Regions from separate parts of the Zea mays genome. Here all the other regions are linked to region 2. A link is a contact called in public Hi-C data. All regions are on one chromosome and are shown on one strand. The core of a region is the stretch at or near the end of the contact, and the rest is flanking DNA. Distances in the headings are between cores, read along the strand shown. Region 1 holds the start of LOC100284931. Region 2 holds the start of LOC100125650 (barren inflorescence 2). Region 3 holds the start of LOC100273941.

Region 1 (4,146 bases), core at 277-2,776, 160 kb before region 2:
CACGATCTTATCATAGAAAGACACACATGACACATGTTCATTTACTGCTATTCGTTAAAAGCAGACGCTTTACTGTGCGTGCTCATGTCCTGTAATTTGGAAACGCAGGGAGGGGATTGACGTGCAGTTAGCTCGTGATGGCTTGCGTGTCTACATTGATCTGTAGCCGTGAAAGGTACACGTCACTGCCTTTGTTTTGACTATATAGCGATAGGTCACATTGCTTTGTTCATTATCATGGTCCGTTGGTCTAACAGTTCACTATCCAGCGTACCATGCATATGATGTTTGTCGGTTCACTGACAGTCTTCTACTCTTCGCTGTATATCAGGAAAATATGCCATACTCAGCGAACCGCGCCAGGCTTTCTGGCTGATGTAACATCCATTCCCACTTGTGAAGAAAGTGCAAACTGACTAAAAAGGCGAGCCTATTTGGTGCATCATTTTACGTTTCGCTAGTTTATACGTGAATCTCTGAATAAAAAAGAGAAAAAGAAAAGAAAAGAGAGAGAGTAGCCACTTGCTAGTAGCTGGTTCAGTGCCCCGGCAAATTAATGGCCATCTCCCTGGTAAAGGTAGTCGAATGTTCTTGTAATCTTGTCAATTGGAAGCTACACTGCACTGGATGCATGCCCACCAGTCGAACTGAGCATGCGATTTTTTTTCCCTCGGTCGCGCCCGGGTCATGTATTGTAGTATACCGTAAGAGGAAAGTCGATTGAGCATGTTCGTGGCGCCAGACCGAGCCACACGATCTCCAAGACTCTTGCTTGTGAAGAGCACGCAGATGACTCCTACTCTAGGTTCACCAATGTTTGTCGCTCAAACTTTTTAAGTTTGACTAGATTTATAAAATATATTAGTAATATTTATATCTTCAAATAACTTTACTATAAAAATAAATTCAAAAATCTATCTAACGATATTAATTATGTACTATAAATATTAATATTTTTATATAAATGTGGTCAAAGTTAATAATGTTTGACTAAAAGTGAAACGATTCATGGTCTAGGCCTGATTCCTGAGTATCAGCAGAGGTTTCTTTAAGAAAAACTACTACTCTTTTTTCGTAAGGGGGTGTTTGGTTGCTCCTGCTAAAGTTTAGCCCGGGTCACATCAAACGTTTGACTTTTAAATATGAGTATGAAATATAGACCCAACCAACTGGACTAGATTCGTCTCGTCTTTTAATCTTTGGCTGACAAATTAGTTTTATAATCCGACTACATTTAATATCCGGAACGGAGGTTCAAACATTCGATGGGACAGAGACTAAATTTTAGCGGGGTGTAACCAAACACCCCTAAAAGAAGTTCTGACTTCCAATCTCTACCTTGGGCTTCCAAAAAAAATTTGCCGTTCATCCAAGCAGGCCGGTCCCTGGCCCACATGCCGCGCGCACGCGCGCGCACACACGCCGACACGCGGCACGGCCAGTAGGGCAGGCGCGGGCCGTGTGTGTGAGAAGGAGAGGACGGCACCGCGCAGCGCCGCAGCCCATCCATCCAATACGCCCACCAGCCACCACACATCCTCTCTCCCTTCCAGTCCCAGGAGCGTGGCCTCACTCTCCTCGTCGCATCCCCCCTCCTCATCTTCGCAGCGCGGGCGGCGGCAATGGCGATGGCCTCCACCTACGCGCCGGGCGGAGGCGCGCGGGCGCTCGCGCAGGGTAGATGCAGGGTCCGCGGTCCCGCGGGGCTGGGCTTCCTCGGCCCCTCCAAGGCCGCCGGCCTCCCCCGCCCCCTCGCCCTCGCCAGGCGGATGAGCAGCCCCGTCGCGGTGGGCGCCAGGCTGCGATGCGCGGCGTCGTCGTCCCCCGCGGCGGCGCGGCCCGCCACGGCGCCGCGCTTCATCCAGCACAAGAAGGAGGCCTTCTGGTTCTACCGCTTCCTCTCCATCGTGTACGACCACGTCATCAATCCGGGCCACTGGACCGAGGACATGCGCGACGACGCGCTGGAACCTGCCGACCTCTTCAGCCGCCACCTCACGGTCGTCGACGTCGGCGGCGGCACGGGGTTCACCACGCTCGGCATCGTCAAGCACGTCAACCCGGAGAACGTCACGCTGCTCGACCAGTCCCCGCACCAGCTCGACAAGGCCCGGCAGAAGGAGGCCCTCAAGGGGGTCACCATCATGGAGGGCGACGCCGAGGACCTCCCGTTCCCCACCGACTCCTTCGACCGATACATCTCCGCCGGCAGGTCTCTTCTCGTCCTCCCCTGCCGCTCGATTCGCTACTGTCCGTGTATACCATCCTGTGCGTATTGTGAATATGTTCCAAATAAGCGGTGCTGCGATGATTGCACATTCCATTAGGGCCTGTTTGGAAGAAGGGGATTAAAGGGAATTAATCATCCCCTTGCTCCCAAACAAGCCATTAGTATGACAGCTGAGCTACCCAAGTACGGATTGCTGATTTTCCTGCCCTGTCATGGTGCTTTGCAGCATCGAGTACTGGCCAGACCCACAGCGGGGGATCAAGGAAGCCTACAGGGTCCTGAGATTTGGTGGGCTAGCTTGTGTGATCGGCCCGGTCTACCCGACCTTCTGGCTGTCCCGCTTCTTCGCCGACATGTGGATGCTCTTCCCCAAGGAGGAAGAGTACATCGAGTGGTTCAAGAAGGCTGGGTTTAGGGATGTCAAGCTGAAGAGGATTGGACCGAAGTGGTACCGCGGTGTCCGAAGGCATGGCCTCATCATGGGCTGCTCCGTCACAGGCGTCAAGAGAGAGCGCGGTGACTCTCCCTTGGAGGTACCTTTTCCTTTTCATTTTGCTAATAACAATGGAAAGAGGTGGCGCTTCTGGTTCTGGCACATCTCGTTAAGACTCTAGATTGTTCATTTTCCTGCAAGTAGGTAGGCATTCAATGGCTTTGGTATGAGTTCTCCGTTTTATTTCCTATGCAGCTTGGTCCCAAGGCGGAGGATGTCAGCAAGCCAGTGAATCCGATCACCTTCCTCTTCCGCTTCCTCGTAGGAACGATATGTGCTGCCTACTATGTTCTGGTGCCTATTTACATGTGGATAAAGGACCAGATCGTGCCAAAAGGCATGCCAATCTGAGTGAAGGGAATGAGCTGCATGGAAGAGAGGATAGCCAACGTCTGAATTTTACTCTTCTCTATATTAGACGCTTCCTGCCTGTTTTGTATTAATACCTCTTGTTTTCCTTCTGCTATTTACTTCTTGCACTGCTGTTCCTGTTTGTGGTAATTAATAATACTAAGACATCGATGTTCTCCTGTTTCTTGAGCATGACTGGTTGCAGTGGAACCTCGAAATTAAATTATATGATGTGTAATTTAGTTGGTTAAATTATATAAATTTGTATAGTTTATTTGGTTCCTGGTTCAACAAAATTCCTTCTTTCTTGTCACCAGTACGATTTCTAAGACCTGTTTTGTTACTCTATGCTCAATCTTTGTTACCCTTGTTGGATTTCATCTCTAGCTTAATCCAACTTGCTTATAATTAGAATGCTTATAATTAGAAGGCTTCGGACTTTGGTGTTGTTAGTATTGTTACGCTAAGTGGTAGAGTGGTAATATCTGACAGCCTTGCATAAAGATCATGTCTTATTGGGATGCTACCTGGTTTGGAGTCCTTTTTTTTTAATTTGGAAGTTTTGCTCCAGAAGTGCTGACGTGGTGGTGAGAGCTGTCTCATCACAGGTTTAAAGCAGCCTCTATATTTGCGGGGAAGGTTTATCTTGGTTTATCCCTTTTGCAGACGTCAAAGCAATCTCTATATATTTGCAGCAGAAGGCTTATCTTGGTTTATCCCTTTCGCAGACCCCGTGTAGGAGTCTCCGACAATAGATGTGCCCTCTAAGAGCTAATTTGGTGAGAGCTAATTTGGTGAAAATTGAATAGCAAGAGGATTCCTCTCCTATGGATCCTCTCGTAATCCTTATCCACCAAACCAGACTTTAAAGTTTTGTTGCATGGCCTATGTGACCATAGTCATTTTATTAAGGTGCTGCATTTTGAACGAATTTGGTTGTGTAATATTTCTACGAACTACCAGTGTATTTGTATATATTTTCTGAACATGGCCAGATACATTCATGATAAACAGCCAGATAGTTAGGTGTTAAGTCCTGCTTGCATATCTGTTTGTTGAAGTTGAACCGCAG
Region 2 (4,397 bases), core at 895-3,394:
TTTAGCAGAGCAGATTTGAGCAGTGATCCCAGCATCCGCAGGGCCTGCCGCACGTCTCCCCAGCAAGCGGAACCACTCCACTCCACGAGCCACGTCACGTCGCCCGCAGGCCGCAGCCAAGCGCGCGCTCCAGGTCAACCGGCGCCATTAATGTAATCGCCTGGCTGAGCACCCCTGTCAGCAGACAGGTCCAGCACCCATGTGGCCCGCTGTTACCATCACCACCCGACACACCTCGCCCGCTGTCAACCCTAGCCGCGCAACGTCAGCGGAACATGCCTCGGAATTCAGCGACAGAAGACCTCGACCGAGCAGAGTTGGAATGCAAGTTCGATTAGACTAGTTAATGACGTACTGCTGCTACTAGCAGCTCGTTAAACACTCTGTACAATGGCGAGTGATGCAACTAGGTCAACACGCACGTGCGTGACGCCGGCAACGGTCGTGTCAGAACAGGTCGAACCGGGTGTCCGGCGGCGGCTTCGGCTTCGACGCTCTCGTGCGCGCCGCGCTGCAGGACTGCGAGCGGTGCAGCGGGGAGCGCGACGCGGCGGGGACGACGGGCGGGCGGGAGGACCGGAGCAGCGCGAAGTTGAGCCCGCGGAAGAACGGGTGCGCCTTCACGTCGGCGGCGCCGCGCCGGGACCCCAACCGGTGGCGCGGGTCCTTGGCGAGGAGGCGGGCGATGAGGTCGCGCGCGTCGGCATCACCGGCGCCGGCAGCGGGGAAGGACAGCGGGCGGCGCGCGATGTTGCGGAGCGTGGCCTCGTTGTCGGCGCCCGCGAACGGGGTGCGCCCGTGCAGGAGCTCGTACAGGAACACGCCGAGCGCCCACCAGTCGACGGCCGCGCCGTGGGGCCCGCCGCGGGCCACCTCGGGCGCCACGTACTCGTGCGTGCCCACGAACGAGCACGACCGCGCCTCCACCGGCTCCGCCACCAGGGTCGTTGGCGGCCGCCGCGCCGAGGCGGCACGGCGGAGTCGCGCGCGCCGGCGGCGGAACAGGTGGTCCGGGAAGCAGGACGCCGCCGCCGCCTCGGGGGCGGCGCACGGCTCGAGCGACGGCGTCGACGTGCACTGCAGCGACAGGTCGAAGTCCGTGAGCATGATGTGGCCGTCCGCGCGGATCAGCACGTTCTCCGGCTTGAGGTCGCGGTACACGATGCCCATCATGTGCAGGTACTCCAGCGCCAGCAACACCTCCGCCGCGTAGAACCTGCACCCACCGCAACGACCGTAAATACAAAAAAGACGACGACGTATCTGTAGGCTGTAGCACTCCACTAGCACTAGCACTAGTACTAGGCTAGGCTTGCGCTCACCGAGCTGACGGGAGCGGGAAGCGGCGGTTGGGCATGCGGTGGCGGAGCGAGTGGAGGTCCCCGCCGGGGCAGAACTCCGTGACGACGCAGGAGAAGTGCGGCGCGGCGTCGAAGTCGGCGAAGAGCGTGGGCAGGAACGGATGGTCCAGCGCCCGCAGGATCCGCCGCTCCGCCGCCGCGTGCTCCAGCTTCTTCTTCGCGGCCGCCACGCGCCGGTCCACCACCTTCATCGCGTACAGGCAGCAGACGGGCGCGGGCGCGGGTGGCGCCCTGAGGCGGCACAGGTACACGGTGCCGACGTCGCCGCCGCCCACGCGGCGCAGCAGCCTGAAGTCCCGCGGCCCCAGCGGCGCCGCGGCCGACGCCGACGCCGCGCGGATCGCCGCCCACGCCGCGTCCCCTGCCCGGTGCGGCCGCGCCGGCGCTGGCGCCGGCGATGACGCGGCCGCGGCCGCCGCCGCCGCCGAGGAAGAGGACAGGGCCGCGGACGGAGAGCAGTCGAAGGAGAGGCGGGACAGGCTGGAGCAGCGCGGCAGGCTGGCGGCGCTGCTGGCCGAGCTGAGGCTCGAGTTGGGCGCCGCCGTCGACGACGCCGTCGTGTCGGCGTCCGACAGCCGCTCCTCCCCCGCCGGTGGTGGCGGCGGCGGCGTCACCTCGGTCACCGTCTTGTTCCCGAGCGCCGGGGGGACGCGCACCGCGGCGTCCATGGCTGGCACTGGCGGGCAGGCGGCAGCTCCGCTCGGTTGTCTCGTGCGCTCGCGGCACGGCGTGTGTTTGCGTGAGTGAGGAGGACTCGCTTGCCGTGTCTCCGAGCGAGGACGAGGAGTGAGGTTTCCGGCGGTCGCGGCGTGCGGACAAGGGAGTTGGTGGCGCGGGCGCTTTATAATTATACCAGCGGCGACCTCAGCCCAGTAGCCTACAGACTCGTGGTTGTGCTGTGCCTTGGCTAGTCGTGTAAAACGGAGGGGCAGATCCGTCAATCCGCCGCGCCGCAGGCTTTTATTACTGCGAGCATGGATGGCAGCGTCCGCGTGGAAGCAGGCAAGTCAAAGTCAAAGCGGAGTTGCAGTTGCTACTTGCTAGTAGACGGGTAGGGTCGTGATGTATGCACAGGAGCCGTTATGGAGAGGTCGCTTTTTACTGTAAGTTTTTACTGTAAAATATTTTTGACTCTATAAGATTCGAAAACCCTCCTTTTAAACATATGGATCTTATTTTAAAACTATTTTAAAATTCAGGCGTAGGGAGAGGTCGCTTTTTAAACTTGGCCAGCCACACATGGGCGTTGCGTAAACCCGGCTTGAGATATTGAGAAGACAGGAGAGAGAACCTAGCTAGTGCTAATTAAGCACGAGGTGGGCATGGTTAGGCAGGGATTAAGCAGGTGGTTCAGTGGTTTATTCTAGCATGGTTTGTAAGCTAACTTAACTGGTAACTTTGTCGGGGACGGCAACGACGGCAGCGCCGTGAAAAGTCCACATTCCGGCCGGTGTCGCCGGCTCGCCGCCGTGAACCGCAAGGAAGGAAGGCAGCGTTGCGTGGCCCGCCCGATTCCCCTGGCACGGTTCTCACGGTGGCGTAGGGGCCGGTCAAAAGCGTCGCATTTTTTCTCTCTATCTCTCTCTCTCTTCAAACCGCGCCTGGTGCTGCTGAGCTTCCACTGGCAGTACGTACTAGTACAGTACTGCAGAGAAAACGGGAACCAACAGTGCAAGAAAATGTCAAAGAACCACGCAGAATGTACGCGCCGATGCATGTGATTGGTGCCTGTCTTCTCCAGGATACAAGCTCCTAGTAGTCCACTACTACTGGGAGCATGATCACTGGCGTCAAATTTGCAGCACACTCCAAAGACAGGGACAACGAACCCTAGTTTTCTTGCCCCACGAGGCCAGGAGCTTAATAGATCGCATCACGTTTGTTGTTTGGCTTTAATCTATACTGATTTCTACAATATTTTATTTGTATAGATTACAGTTGTAACAGTCTAAACAACTGGCTTTAATATGTAGCATTGTCAATCTACCGAATGGTAGGTTGATACATGGGCCAATATTAATGTGAATGCTAACATATATTTGTTTCCTTCCTACACGACGTACGTGACGCGTGCTTCTGTTTCAATGTGTCTGTGAAACGGCGTTGATCCTGTTAGAGAGTTATGTAAACGAGACACAGAGATGTAGAGAGAAAGTGACAGTCACTGTTATTATTGCAGGGGGAGGCCCTGTTTATATACATATGGAGGGGTATATCCCCAAGGGGTGTGTCCCTTGAAGAGTAGTCGTCGAGCCTCTTGGATTGGTCACAATGTTTGTAACATATTTTGTAACACTCTCCCTTGATCAATCCAAGTCCATTTGACCATTTGTCAGTTGTCTTCAAATATATTATCTCCTCAAAAACCATGTGACAAAAATAAGAAGTACACAATGTCTTTTCGATTATGAGTAAATCTCACTTTGAACTCCAAAATAAAATATGTTGGTAATCATCATTCCTAAAAAACCCCTGTGGGGGAAAATCAATGATGAAGCATATAGCTTAGTTGATATTACCTCGTTAAAAACTTTGGATGAGAAAACCTCTACAAGTCAAAACTAATACAAAGAAAAGAGTGTAATATGATGGTACAAAACAGGTCAAATATCACGGAGAATTACTCCCACTGATCCTTGCAAGCACTTAAGTCTTCTCATACCAATCCACTCAACACATTTTTAAAACGTGGAGTATGGTAGAGATTTTGTGAATAGATCAGCAAGATTATCATAGGACTTTATTTGCAAGATGTTTATATCTCCATTATCCTGAAGTTCATGGGGATAAAACAGTTTAGGAGCAATATGTTTATTAATGTTGCTCTTGATATAACATGTTTCCATCTGAACAACACAAGCTTAATTATCTATATAGATAATGGTCGGTGGTTCAATTGAACCATGGTACGACATTGTTCTCCAATGGACCTCTAGCCCAAAGAACAATAATATGTCTAAAGTCATCATCTCAAAACCCCCCGTGGGAAAAATAACTGATGAGACATATAACTCAAGCTAATATTTCTCTAAGACA
Region 3 (3,969 bases), core at 556-3,055, 170 kb after region 2:
TCCTTCAACATAGGGTGTAGTTCGTGCATTCCACATATCACCAAATGTGGCGAGGTCTTATACAAATTTCTAGCCATTTAACTGTGGAACATTGCTAGAGCATAATTATGAAAATGTTTTGTTCATGACGAATTCATTTCACATTGAATTTTAAGTGAAACCAACTATGCAATTGGAAATGAGTACAAGGCTCTGTAAAAGTGGAAAATGTTTTTATTGTTTGATATGATACTCTAAAGGCAAGAGCAAGTATGTATTTCAGTAATCATGTTAAGCGGTAGAGGATAGACTTGTTGTATTTGGTATTTTAGGAATGATCTTGTTGGCGTACTTGTGCTTTTTTCTATGTCTTGCTAAACTTGGAGAAAATTGTTAAGCCTTTACCATAAATGAATTTACATATGTTACCTATGAAATCTCAATGATGATTTTGGTCAGGGCATCAGATCTACACCATCTTCTCGCTCCAAGTCCTAAGCCAAAACATTGGCTATAATTTAATTCGAATATAGGGGCTTCTTTTCAACTCATTTTTTCGGTCTTTTGGCTGAGATCAAGTGTAATATTTGTTTCACCAGTTCAATATCTGGTATATAAACAATATGTTCACTTTGACATTAAATTCATTTATTATGGGTATTTTTATGTGGATGGTCCATTAAACTCTCAAGTGCCGCTTGCTCGTCCAATCAATATCTGGTTGGGTACCGTCGCAATGTATTAGACTAGTGAGAGTTAATTAGTGGGTTACAGTCTTAAGTGTTTGTCTAATGCCTACACACATTTTAAACTGGAACCAGTTGAGAATTTCCATCGGATATATATAAAGTATCTCGTCGATGGAGCTTGCACTGGGCTGCGATATACATACTACAGTACCAAGGGCCAAGAGGCTATAAATACATATCAATCCATGTGCAGATTGGAAAGCATCGAGTGTGTGTTTAAATCCCTAATTAACAAATCAAAATCTTTCTCAGTTTTTTAATCTCATATCCAATCTATGATGAGAATAACCGAACATGGCCGTACGAGGGTGGTGGGTGAAAGGATATGAATTCTGCAAAAACAATCTATCAAGAAGCTCTTACACCATATGCAAAGTAGGGGGGAAATTACATCCGGGGTATGAATTTTTGTCACCGCGCGTGCAGTACGTCACGCGCTTTTGTATTAGTCAAGCTAAGGTCCATCTGCCATGCACATTATTAGCACATTTAGTCATCGTGTTGCCAACAAGTGGATGTTTCATATTTTTTGTACGACCATATCAAAGGCTTCATCCGAACAAAATGTGTGTATGCATGTGTCATCTCATTTACTACTTATATATGTGGGTTAGTGGTTAGTACAGTTTTAATTGTTTGTCTAATGCCTACACGCACATTTTGAATTGGATGAGGTTGAGAATTTTCATAGCATATATCTTCTACTGTATAAAGCACCAATTATTTTTACGGTTACACGGCTTCTACCATCGTTGTGCTCCCACACATTTAAATGATAAAATAATTAAAATTATACTACATAAATAGAGATTTAAACCATTGTTCATTGGCTCTAAACTCACGTTCACACCCACCTAACTAACAGAATACATGTCTTTGTACTTTATACTCTATAATTAAACATAAATGAAAATTGTAGCAACATACGGCCATTTTTACGAGTATATAATATAATGAATCTCAACCATGTAGCTAGTCATGGGCTGTGTCGCTGCGACAATATACATACAGTTGCAAGGGCCAAGCGGCTATAAATACGTGTTTAGGTGTATCATGGTGATAACGCGCCAATAGAACAAGAGGAAGTTGTTGCCCTAGCTAGCTAGTGTAGAGTGTGTAGACGAAGCCACACACCATGGCCGCAGACGAAGGCCAGGTCTTCAACTACTGCAAGCTCGCGCAGGCCGCCTACGCCGCCTACGACGACCACAATGGCACCTGCCGCTACTCCCTGGCCGACATGCTGCCCGCCGTCGGCCTCGGCGGCAGCGGCTACGTGGCCACCTCGTTCATCTACGCCACCGTCAACATCTTGGCCGGCGACGGCGTGAACGAGGGAAACGACGACGACGGTTGCCAGCACGAGCAGCACTGGATCGGATACGTGGCCCTCGCGACCGACGCCGAGCGCGACCGCGTCGGGTACCGCGACATCGCGGTCGTGTGGCGCGGCACGTCGGCGCTGGACGAGCTGCTCAAGGACCTGCAGGCGGTCCTCGTTCCGATCCACGGCGAGCAGCAGGCCGGGACAGTGCGGGTGGAGAGGGGCTTCGAGAGCCTGTACACGTCCAGCTGCGAGGCCTGCGCCATGCGGACCAGCGCGCGCACCCAGGTGCTGGCCGAGCTGACCCGGCTGGTGACGTACGTGAGGAGCAGGCACCCCGGCGAGAAGATCCGCGTCACGGCCACCGGGCACAGCCTCGGCGGCGCGCTGGCCCTGCTGGCCGCGTGGGACGCCGCCGCCCCCGCGGCGGCGCTCGGGGTGGTGGCCGCCGTCAGAGCCGTGACGTTCGCGGCCCCCCGCGTCGGCAACCAGGCGTTCTGCGACGAGCTCGTGGCCGGGCAGCGCCACGTGTCCGTGCAGCGCGTCATCGTCGACCGCGACGTCGTGCCCACGCTGCCGCCGACTTTCTTCGGGTACGCGGACGCCGGCACCAACGTTCGCCTGCTTAGCTCAGGCGGGTCAGGGCGCTTCCCCCTGCCGTTCCTTACCTTGCTCGAGCCATTGCGCTTCCACAGCATCAAGCAGTACCTGCGCCTCCTAGACCCGGCGCCGGCGCCGCCGCAGGCGCGGGCGCCGGTGCCGGCCGACCATCTCGTCCCTGTCCCTGAGGCCGAGCTGGATAATATGATCTGACAGACAGATGTTCGTGGTGTGGCTTTGTTCGGTTCGTGTGTTGAGCTACTGTTACGTACGTTTACATCCACTACTGGATCGTATGCGTTCTTCGGTGTGGTTGAATTGTTCGTGTCTCGTGTGAGTTGAAAATCTGTTTTGATCGAGTCTTTTGAAGTTTGATGACAACAATAATCGGAACTTTTTTTTGTAAGATCTGTGGCACGTTTGTTTATGACTTTATATCTGCGATGAAGAAGTCGAGTAGCTGGTGGAAACTGACAAACGAAGTAAACAGATGATGCTGAGACAGCAATAATATAATGCACACTTGCCAACACGGTTAAACAGCAAAAGGCCCTGCTTGACTGACTAGCTGGTGGACTTGTTGTACACACTAAACAGCTAAGCGAGAAGCTTCTTAATTTGCAACCTTCTGGCTATATATCTAGTGCAAGTCAGCTTACCAGCAAGTAGAGATTTGCGATGGGTAACCACTCTAGACCTGATGAGATTTTGCTGCATAGGTTTCAACTATTTTCTTTATCCATATGTTTATTAATAGCTTCAAAAAAAACCAATGTGTATGTACATAAATTTATTCTTGCACTACCTATACCTACAAATCCATGAGTTTTAAATTCAGCTTAAAATCAACATAACTTGCGTCTCCTAACATTATTAATAGTACTTGTAATAAAGCTTAAGTTAAAGTCAAATATCACTTATTTCTTTTCTCCTTCCTTATTAATATATTGACTCATTTACAGGACAAATTATTTTTCAGGTTAATGTTAGACTATCTCCAACACTCAACTACCGAACATGGTCTTAGTTACCAGGCATATACCCACCCTATTTTTACCCATTGCTATTTGTACCAGCAAGTCAGCTATAGTGATTATACGTGTGACAAATCACGCAAAAGCTGGCAACACGATCCAATAACCATACTTTGAAACACAGGATCGTCAATTTGACACCAATTCATTACATGTGGATCAACTCCGGTTATTGGCACACGAAAGCACAGTTGCCGTGGAGTAAATGAACATGGAACTGGCTACTAACATTTGCTAGTGGTTAAACAGTAAATCATCCTACCCTACAAATCAAGGTCGATGG

Evidence for each region. A called contact is a pair of places that touch in the nucleus more often than the background predicts.
Region 1: a contact with region 2 is called in a Hi-C map of ear, with 2.4 times the contacts expected there. The contact joins the promoter of LOC100284931 here to the promoter of LOC100125650 in region 2. A contact is called at or near these places in 2 of 25 Hi-C or Micro-C datasets (ear and endosperm).
Region 3: a Hi-C map of ear shows a contact between it and region 2, with 2.0 times the contacts expected there. The contact joins the promoter of LOC100273941 here to the promoter of LOC100125650 in region 2. A contact is called at or near these places in 2 of 25 Hi-C or Micro-C datasets (ear and tassel).

The regions. Positions count from the first base shown.
Region 1 is chr1:178,101,830-178,105,975 of Zm-B73-REFERENCE-NAM-5.0, reverse strand. It overlaps LOC100284931, which reads left to right and starts at 1,526. Exons shown (of 3, transcript NM_001372149.1): 1 at 1,526-2,212; 2 at 2,457-2,763; 3 at 2,919-3,347. The coding sequence starts at 1,623. The coding sequence ends at 3,074. LOC100273038 (hydrolase-like protein) reads left to right here. Exons shown (of 10, transcript NM_001147487.1): 9 at 109-175; 10 at 332-866. The coding sequence ends at 166.
Region 2 is chr1:177,938,314-177,942,710 of Zm-B73-REFERENCE-NAM-5.0, reverse strand. It overlaps LOC100125650 (barren inflorescence 2), which reads right to left and starts at 2,144. Exons shown (of 2, transcript NM_001112581.1): 1 at 1,323-2,144; 2 at 388-1,216. The coding sequence starts at 2,029. The coding sequence ends at 448.
Region 3 is chr1:177,763,817-177,767,785 of Zm-B73-REFERENCE-NAM-5.0, reverse strand. LOC100273941 reads left to right here and starts at 1,805. Exons shown (of 1, transcript NM_001148332.1): 1 at 1,805-3,183. The coding sequence starts at 1,864. The coding sequence ends at 2,865. LOC111590625 (U2 spliceosomal RNA) reads left to right here and starts at 528; the gene lies at 528-715. It overlaps LOC100193821, which reads right to left. Exons shown (of 6, transcript NM_001367039.1): 6 at 3,774-3,969.